2 separate regions of the Capsicum annuum genome follow, and region 1 is linked to region 2. The links are chromatin contacts, called in public Hi-C maps. All regions are on one chromosome and are shown on one strand. The core of a region is the stretch at or near the end of the contact, and the rest is flanking DNA. Distances in the headings are between cores, read along the strand shown. Region 1 holds the start of LOC107854314 (small ubiquitin-related modifier 1). Region 2 holds the start of LOC107878180 (clathrin coat assembly protein AP180-like).

Evidence for each region. A called contact is a pair of places that touch in the nucleus more often than the background predicts.
Region 1: a Hi-C map of leaf shows a contact between it and region 2, with 2.9 times the contacts expected there. The contact joins the promoter of LOC107854314 here to the promoter of LOC107878180 in region 2. A contact is called at or near these places in 2 of 5 Hi-C or Micro-C datasets (leaf and placenta).

Annotation. Positions count from the first base shown.
Region 1 is chr7:171,487,515-171,492,895 of UCD10Xv1.1, forward strand. It overlaps LOC107854314 (small ubiquitin-related modifier 1), which reads left to right and starts at 2,759. Exons shown (of 3, transcript XM_016699318.2): 1 at 2,759-3,211. The coding sequence starts at 3,134.
Region 2 is chr7:171,276,816-171,282,103 of UCD10Xv1.1, forward strand. It overlaps LOC107878180 (clathrin coat assembly protein AP180-like), which reads left to right and starts at 1,703. Exons shown (of 1, transcript XM_016725097.2): 1 at 1,703-4,998. The coding sequence starts at 2,506. The coding sequence ends at 4,797.

The DNA of each region.
Region 1 (5,381 bases), core at 1,509-4,008, 210 kb after region 2:
GTTATTTGATTTATGTTGTGTACATGTTATTAAATTGAGTTGGCCTATGATACCTACCAGTACATAGTGGTTTGTACCGATACTACCCTGTACTCTTCTTTTGTTGAGTGCAGAAATTGTTCTAGAGGCTCATACATGATCTCACCTCTAGAGTTTGATAGCAGATCTTGATCCAAGGGTGAGCACTCCATCTCCAGGCTTCCATAGGTCATCTTATTTGTTCTTGTCCATCTTTCGGGCAATGAAATATTCTTTATTTACTTTATTTGGGAAATCTCTTTAGACATGATCTTTGTTCGTAGTTCTTGTACGATGACTTTCGGGTCTTGGGGATTTTTGTAGGTAGTTTGTTTGACTTCCCCATTAATAACGATTAGTCTTGTATTATGGTTATTATATTGATTTTATAATAATATCATCTTAATATTGACTAAGTGTTTTGGTTATGGTTTGGTTTAGATGATTCTCCCATAGGAAGATTAGTGTGGGTGTCACTCATGGCCATTTGAATCGTGACAAGCATACTTAAAGAAAATATGATGCTGGAATTATGAATTATGACCACAAATTGGGCAGTTTGGATTGATGTCTCATTTTACCCTCTGTACTCCATAGTTGAAAAAGAAAACTTCAAATTACCCTTTATATTTTATATTTGGAGGGATTAATAGTGTTTCTTCAAATTTGAAGATGATGCACTATTTATGCTCTTTATTTTTTTATTAATTTAACATATTATATTATATAAGATCATTAATTAAGTTTTTAATATTCGTAATTATTTTTTAATGTAATATCTTTGTTACATTATATTAATTTTATTAAATTAATTTTTGAATATAATATTTTTATTTAAGATATAAGTTAGTTCTATTATAATTTATAGTTGTATAATGAAAATCATAATCACAAAAAATAAAGTGAACGTGTAAAATGAGTAATTAAATTAATACATGAAACACGTATATATTATTTTTATTTAAGATATAAGTTAGTTCTATTATAATTTATAGTTGTATAGTAAAAATAACAACGGAAAAGGACCTAAAATGCCCTTCAACTATGTGAAATGGTGCAAAAATATCATCCGTCTACCTATTGGGCCTAAAATGCCCTTCCAGTCTACCTATTAGACCTAAAATGCCCTTTTCGTCTTCCTATTGGCTCTATTTTGCTCTTTTATTGAAGAAAAAAAATTATATAATACCACAACTTATCTTTATTAAATTACATAAAATTCCTATCATTTTTATTAATATTAACCAAATAAATAGTGCACAACATCAATTTTTTATCGTTCTAAATTGATCTAATAAATAAAAATAAAAATAATATAAATAGCCATTTACAAAAATTATTACATATACATAGCCGTAATAGTTGGTTGTCAGATATAACATATAAAATATTTACTTTTATAACAAATTTTAATAGATAGAAAAATAATTATATATTAAATTTCCATATTTCTAATTCATTGCCTGTTTTTATGGAAGCCTTTATTCATTCCTTTTTTATACACTATATCGAAATTTTATGTTTTTCATTTTTATTGCCTACTTTCACGATACCTCTATAAAAATATGATATATTTTAGATATAAAAGTTTATACCATGAAATATGAGAATACATATTTATATTTAATAAATAATTTTTTAACAAGAAAAGTACTTTCAACATAGTGAGATATACCATGAATATTTATCGCGTAAATTATATAAAAAATATAATAATAATTTGACTTTGACATAAATTATATCTATACAACAAAAAAACATAGTATATCTGTACTTCCAGCATAATGATTTTTATTCCATAAATATTTATCTATACAAAATTATGATTAATTCATTACATTAGAATTGAAAATACACGATAATGAAATAATACTAGATGATTGATATACATGAAAACAAAACAAAACATACACGAGCAAATAATTGAATACTTAGTTTATTTAAAAATATTTTAATTTTGAATATAAGAGACAGATTTGAAAGCATCGATTATCTTTTTCACTTTTAATTTGAAGATTGAAAATATATCTCTTAAATTAAGGTGAATTGATAATTAGTTATAGCATTAAATTAGGAATTATAATTATCTTTTCTGATTTTTTTAAATGGCTATATATGTAAAAAAAAATCTTTTATTTTTGAAATGTTGAAAAAGTACAATTATTTATGTAATTGAGTTTTAAGGATGAACTTTCTATGTAATTTGCCTAAATAAAAGGGTAAAATAGCCCAATAGGTATATGAGAAGAACATTTTAGGCTCAATAGGTAGATGAGAAAGACATTTTAAGCAAAATAGGTAAACGAAAAAGGCATTTTAAGCTCAATGGATAGACAAAGTATATTTTTACACCATTTTACATAATTGAAGGGCATGAAACATGTATATAATATTTTTATTTTAAGATATAAGTTAATTCTGTTATAATTTATAGTTGTATAATAAAAATAACAATCACAAAAAATAAAGTGAACGCATAAAACGTTAAATTCTCTTATAAAATTTTAAAAACTACAACTTATATTCATAATCAAATATAACTTCAACTCTTAAAAGATTTTAATTTTAATGGTCAAACTTCTACGTAAACGTTGTGGTGTTAAACAAGTTAGAAAGTGAAATGAAATTAAATAGTTTGTAAAAAAAAAAAAAATTATTATTTTTAAATGGATTTGAAAAGAATAGATCAACCAAATTAGAGCTGAGGATTTAATAACATTTAAAATTTTCAAAATTTCATTTTGAACATGAAAATATAATTTTCATTTTTTATGAGTAAAATTTTAGTAAATACACCATCATCAAATTTGAACTTCTAAAATATACAAATTGAAATTTTATCGAATATCCAACAAATGCTAGAGGAACAAAAAATAAAAAAGGATGAAAAGGACAGAATTTGAAAAGTAAAAAAAAGCAAAAAAAGGTTGCGTGGTTTCAACGCCAAGGGCAAAACAGTAATATAGAATTAAAAAAAAAAAAAACAAAAAGTGAAGAGTATAAATTAACGTATAGCCAATAAAATCGATAAGTCGTATAATCTTCCTTCCTTTTGGTTTAGGCGATAAATATAACAGCAGCAGAAAAGACGAAGGCAGAGAAAAGTAGAGGAAAAATGTCTCAAGCAGGGGAGGAAGATAAGAAGCCCGGCGGCGCCGATCAAGTTCACATCAATCTCAAAGTCAAAGGACAGGTTTACCCCTTTTACCCTATAATAATCCGACGCATATTCATATATTTGTCTCCTCTGGTTAGGGTTTTGTTTCTAGATCTTCATTATGTGTTAGATTCCAGTGTTCCTTTTCAATATTATCATGTCTGATCCTGTTTTTTGTATGCCTTTTTTATCATCATATGTTTTAGTTGTTTCATTAATCTGTATTAGGGTTTACCATCTGCTGTATGTACATGGAAAAATGCTTTTAATTATGTATAAATAACATAAATACCAACCCTTTTAGAAGTAATTGCACTCTCTCCCAACTTTTTAAATTACTCTACTCTCTCTCCCTATTAATATACATAACATAGCCGACATATACATAGCATTCTGGGTATATGTTGGGATTTTTCTAATATGTTTAGGGAGTTGGGATTTTTTGTAATATTGAAAACATAAGTTGTGTAATTTTTAGTTTAATTATTTATAAACAGTGTGATTTTCCACTAAAGGGCCTTAACTCGCTCAGCCCCTGGCCTCTTTTATGTTGCAATTGTTTTGTTTTATTTTTAACAAAATCTGGAATGGTGGTCTTTTTATGCTGCAGAGTGAGTTTTACATCTTCTTTAACTGACTGAGTATAAATTTTGTTCGAGTACATTAACTGATTCATTCGATAAGCACCAAATTAACTTGGATCAAGTAGAAAATACTGTGCCTAACTTAAAACTTGTTAAGCAGTTATCTCATATGTACCCAAAAAACATTTATATTTCATACTCCCACCTTCCATCTTTAATTGTCCATGTTTTACGTGGCACACCCCTTAACAAGCAATAAATAAAAGGGTTATATATGGGGAAATGAATAGTATTTAATAACAAGGGTAAAATAAACAGAAATGGTAAATTATCTCTTGGTTCTCCAAACCGAACAAATAAAGTTGGACAACTATGTTTAGTTTACTAGACAAGTAAAGATGGACAGAGGGAGTATTAGTTTTAGTGTTCTAGGTAGCTGCGTTAACATGTTTGTTGATCATATATTTCTTTTTGTTTGCTTGCTTATTTATTCTTGTAAATTTGTGTTGGGCTTCTTCGAAACTGAAAGATTAAGCAGTTACCTCATATTTTAGTCTCAGAGTTTTGTTATTGCTGCTAATGCATCTTGTGATCAGTCTGGATGCAAATACAGAAAGCTTCTGAAATGTTTTCAAGTGTGCCATCTGTGAGGAGTTGGGTTTTATGTATCATTGTTTTTGCAAAGAATATATATTAGTAATAATAGTGTACCGTTTGTGTTTCGAGGTTAAAATATTACTCCGAGTCATTAATCAAGATATCTATGTTTGTCAGATTATATTTAGAAAAGAGTGGTGGTCTTTTCCCATAAAATTTTTCTGTGCATTTTGGGTTTGCAAAAGTCACTCATTTCCTAGCATTTACTAGCCAGGTTTGTTTTCAACGGTGTGATCGGTTGGGTAAAGAGCAGGCGTTTGCTCCATAGGGTACTGAACATAATTTTGAATCCGTGTAACATATTGTTTGCTCTGATATATAAAGTTTAATACATGCAAAATATTGGCTTCCAGCATGGTTATTTTCCCTTGTGGTAAACTCCAATCATTCTTGTGGGAAGGGTTATTGCAGGGTTGGGATTAAGACGGTACATCATAACTATGCTTGTATTGTTCAGTTGGATTGAGATAGTACTATGTTTTTGAGATTTGAATACGTACTTGTTTGATAAGGTATTAAACCTAGCTGCTAGGTCTAGTTTAATCAATGTTGTTTGCTGAGGATCATGACACTGTGATGCCTTAGTCATCAATGGTAGACTTTGATGCTCCGTGTGTAGATTGCCCGCATCAATTAGTGCTGGACAACTACCCTTATTCGTATCTATGTTACCATATTAAAATAATTCTGTGATGGCGTTAGCAGTTAACGTCACCTTGAATGTGAAGTGATCTATTGTGTTGTATATGCCAGTTGATCTCCATATCATGACATTCACATGGAAGCCTACTTCCCTACTTTGCTGGTACAATCAGTATGTAAAATGTTACGTGATTGATTCCATCTTCTTCCTTTGTCATCATTATGGTGATGGGCTGCCTGTTAATAGAAGTGCGCTCTTGCCTGTTCTAACGAATCTAACAATGGGGAGAGCATAAAAGGTTTAGTTTTCTATTGTTATTTGG
Region 2 (5,288 bases), core at 453-2,952:
TAATTTGCTATTTGAAAGTCCCTGAGCTAAGTCTTTCCTCTAAGGTAAGAGTTATAAAACATCTCATAAATCAAAATACAATGTGATAGTGTCGACTTTTGCCCATGAAACATAACTTGTTGTTTGAAAGTCATAAGTCTTGCCTCTACAATGTAGTAGTGTCAACTCTTACCCATGAAACGTAGTTTATTGTTCAAAAGTTGTAAGTCTTGTCTTTATAATGTGATAGTATCAACTCCTGCTCATAAGATGTAACTTAAATGAAATAAATCGAAAAAAAGAATAAAAATAATAAAAATTGCAGAAAAAGAAGAAAATGAAGAAATATATTATAAAAATAAAAGAAAATGTAGAAGTTGAGAGAGAATAAGAAAAAAATAAAGATTGATAAAAAAAGAAAGATTAAATAAAAATAAAGGTCGAAAAAAATTTCAAAAGATAAATAAAACAATTTTTCTTTTATAAAAGTAGACGTTGAAAAGTATAAAGAAAAAAGTAAGTGTTGAGAAAAACTTAAAAAACAAAAAAAAAAAGGAAGGAAAAAATAAAAATAATATAAAAGAAAAAAAGAAGTTGAGAGGAAAAAAGGAAAAAAGTAAGGGTTTAGAAAATTAAAACGAAAAAAGAAAAATCAAAATAAAATTAATAAGAGAAAAAAAATAAAAGTTGAAAGATATAAATATGGAGTTGTTATCCATTATGAGGATCATTTATATAATTTACTCCATTGATCAGGGGTCATTTTGTCCAAAAAAAATATTAGTTAACAGGTAAAAGCTATTTTAAGAAAGTTATTTTATTTGGGGCTAAAATTTGAAAGTCAACCCAATTTAAATCTATTTTTAAGATTCACCTTCTTACAGATGTGGTCTGCAGATGGGCGGGCTCTTTGGTGGACTGCAGGCTAGTATCACCGGCTATGGCCCATGAGTACTAGTCCATATGGGCTTATTGTGTAATCTGAGCCCAACTTATAGAGCTCAATTTTGAGTCGAGGCCTACATTCCATTGATTTGTCAGATGGTCACTCAATTAATAATTATTATTTTAAAAAATAATTTTATTTATTGAAGAAATTAGTATTAGAAAAAGTGACTTTATGAAATAATAACATCATTAGTTGAGTGAAAATCAAGCCGGCCTAGATTCTGGGACGATCTTAATATTAAATGTAGGGTTTAACTCAATTCACATAGGAGTGGGGAGACTCAAAGTATGTACATTCCGTTTTGTGAACAAATTCAGGTCCAGCTGATGAATGAAATAACAATTTCAAAGAAGAACAGCAGATCACCATTTTTTTTGACAGTTAATAGTATTTAAAAGATACTAGTAGGATCTAATGGACAATAATTAGTAAATACTCTCACCGTTTCGGAATAAGTGAATTGTTGAAGTATTTATTGGTGTCTCACCGTTTCGGAATAAGTGAATTGTTGAAGTATTTATTGGTGTTTCAAAATAAGTGAATCGTTAAATTTTTTTTTCAAATTTACCCTTATGATTTGACAACCAATTAATTTTTCAAAAGGTATGACAAGGTCAATTGTTTTTTTTTGGTAAAAATGAAAAGTTATGTTAAATTTATGTCTTTAATATTTTTTCTTTAATTTGTGTGTCAAAATTCAACAATTTATTTATTATGAAACGGAGGGAGTAGTATTATCTTTATATTAGATAGATGCTTAGGTTATACAACAATAACATATCGTGCGGGATCTAAGAAGAATGTGATATAAGCAAATCTTATCGCTACTTTGAGGGGCAGTGTTATTTATCATTATTCCTATAGCAAGTATCTGTTCAATAAATAATGGAGTTTGTATTTTTTTTTTAACTTTTCATGCCTTTTGTATAAGAAGTATTTTATATTACATGCGACTATGAGTCCTTTTAGTGGCTGTGATAGAATTTCGTACCAAGACTGAGAGAAACTCATGGAGATCCTCTCATTTTTCACATCAGAAACAGAAACGCAATGACTGATTCAGATCGAAGAAAAAAAGAACATGGAAAAACGACCATCTTTCAAATGTCTTCTAGACTAACTCCATCTTGTTCGACTAGCATTTCCGATCCTGGTCATTCATAGATAGTTGGCACTTTTAGTCCTAAGCTATCGCTCGTTCCCAATAGCCGCCGCAGTTCTGCCTTTCCCCTATTTCGTTAAAAACAGGAATTGGAATTGATCTGACAATAGCTAAGGAAAATCTATCTCTCTACCTTTCCCCCTGAAACATTAAATCTTGTCATCAATAAATTTTATCATCAAAAACAAATCTTCTTGTTTGATCTCTTACGTGGTGATCAGAAGCTACGAGAAAGATTTTAAAAAATCAATATCCCGGCTCCAATAACTTCCTCGTAATGGAGGTGAGGTACTTCTTTTATTTGAAAAAAGGATCAATCACATGATCATGTTTTGTACAAATTTTCTGCATTAAATTAAGAAATTGGACAAAGGGAAAAAAATAAGAAGAAACAGGAGTTATTAGAGTGACTAACATGCCAAGCAAGCTAAAGAAGGCAATTGCTGCAGTGAAAGATCAAACCAGCATTAGCCTTGCCAAAGTTTCTAGCAACACTTCCTCAACACTTGAAGTTGCTGTCTTAAAAGCCACCACACACGATGATGTCCCTGTTGATGAGCGTTACATTCATGAGGTTGTCCAATTAGTCTCCTCCAACAAGGCCTACGCAGCTGCATGTGCTCGTGCCATTGGCAAACGCATTGGTCGTACTAGGAATTGGATCGTCGCCCTCAAATCTTTAATGCTTGTCCTTAGAATCTTCCAAGATGGCGATCCTTATTTCCCTCGAGAAGTCCTTCATGCCATGAAACGTGGCACCAAAATTCTCAACCTTTCCAATTTTCGCGATGATTCAAATTCTAGCCCCTGGGATTTCACCGCCTTTATTAGAACGTTTGCACTTTATCTTGATGAGCGTTTAGATTGTTTTCTCACGGGAAAACTCCAAAGGCGGTGCAATTACAACGACCCTGTAAACTCCACCTATTCACGGAGTTGCAGTGATATTAGCAGGAGTAGGAGGAGCAGGAGCACGACTAATGAGGCGATACGCGAAATGAAACCAGCAATGCTACTTGACAAGATTTCGTATTGGCAAAGATTGCTTGAAAGGGCAATTGCTACACGGCCAACAGGTGCAGCCAAGACCAATTCTCTAGTACTAGCTGCTCTATATGATGTGGTACAAGAAAGTTTTGATCTTTACAAGGATATCTCTGATGGGCTTGCTCTTGTTCTTGATAGTTTTTTCCATTTACCATACCAAACATGTGTAAATGCCTTTCAAACTTGTGTTAGATCAGCGAAGCAATTCGAGGAGGTCAGCACATTTTATTCGTTATGTAAAGACATTGGTGTTGGCAGGACATCACTGTATCCGAGTGTACAAACTATAAGCGAGGAGTTAATTGAGTCATTACAAGAATTTCTCAAGGACAAATCTTCATTTCCAGTGAAATCTTCAGCAGATTTGATTCCTCAAGGACAAGTTTCAAAGAAGTTCTCAAGAAGTGGGTTTGACAGTTATGGTGGACAATCTGAGTTCTCTCTTGCAACGACTGAGACATATTCAGGTAGGAGTACTCCAACTGCTTCAGGGAACGGTTCGCCTTCTAGTTCACTAGAAGATCTAATAAAAGCCACGGTAACAGGGAGGAGCCCGTCTATTTCAATCGATTTGGAGGCCTATTCGGATATTCAATCAAAGAAGCCATTTAATGACGATGTGTGCGATACAGGTTCTGCAAGATCATTGCCAGTGTCCATGACTGATCTTGTTTCTTTATCAGAAGATAATGGAAACGAAGGCAATGAGGACGAAGTACAAGATCAGAAGCAGCAACCTGTTGAAGAGAAAGCAAAAGAACTTGACACTAAAGAAGCTAAACAAGAACAGATAAAGGAGAAACAAAAGCCTACATTAGATTCTTTAAGTTCAGTCAAAGGATGGGAAGATGTACTTAATGAGGCCTTAGTGTCATCCCCTTCTTTTAACGCCTTTCCAGACCAACAAGAACCAAAAGAGGTGCCAAGAAATGGAGAAAATATGTCCTCTGTTGAGGCTTCTTCAAGCACTGGTTGGGATTTGACACTATTTGAAGCAACCCCACAAGCAAAATCAGGACAACCCATGCCTAGTGCTGCTTCTAACGACGTTAACAGCTTCAATGCCTCCACATTGCCATTACCATCTTTCAGTGCCTTTCCAGAAAGGCAAGAACCAGAACAAGTATCAAGAAATGGTGCAAGTAGTGTATTGGATATGGTATTATTTGAAGCAACCCCACAATCAGAAGCATCACAACCTATGCCTACTACCTCCGACAACGTTAACAGCTTCTATTCTTCCTATTTGAACGAATTGTATAATCAAAATTCAACGACGTTGTTTCCAAATACTGGCCTAAAACCAATGCCTCATATGATCAACAACTATAATCAAATTCCAGTTATGGAACCAGCCAACCATTACAATCCTTTTTTACAAGACACATTGACGGAGCAGTATGCAATGCAAAATGCGGATACTAACACAGCTACAAGCATGTACTCTTCAACACCTTTGCCTACATTTCAAGCAACACCAACTTTTAGTGGTCAGAATCCATCCTCAACAATGCAAACTGATCTGAATTCCGATCCATTTGGTACATTTCTGAGTAGTGATCAGATGTTAAACGGTGCAATGAGTCAGAAAGATTTTTCGGATCAACAACAATTATGGTTACAGAACCAAAACAAGATCATAGCTAAGCATTTGTCTTAATTTTTGTTTCTTTAAGCTTAGATGCCAATTTCGTTGTCAAATTTCCCTTTTGCTTTTATTCGTACTTTTGCTCTTGCAGTTTTCACTATGACATTGTTCAATCTGTTTTGCCAATGTTTCTGAGTTTGAATTAGAATAGTCAAACACTTTGAAACTACAGCCTGAAAAGGGAAGATACAAACATTCTCAAACTTTTTGTGATGGACTTCTTGAGTAATGTGATTATTTCATTTAAAAGTTTAAACGATTAGACATACCCTCTTTTTAATTTACTTAAGTATGACTTAGTAGATGTGATCTGAATAATAGTTCAGATCCTAAGTTTATTTTTATTGAGAGTAACCTCTAATGTCATAGAAAAACTCAATCTGTTCAATTCTATTAGGTTGCCATCTCCATTATATGCATCTAAGCCTTTGTTTAATTCCAAACAATGTGAATTCCGACTCAGACCTTCTGAGAAAGGTTCTTAAACATAAGTTGATTTCTTC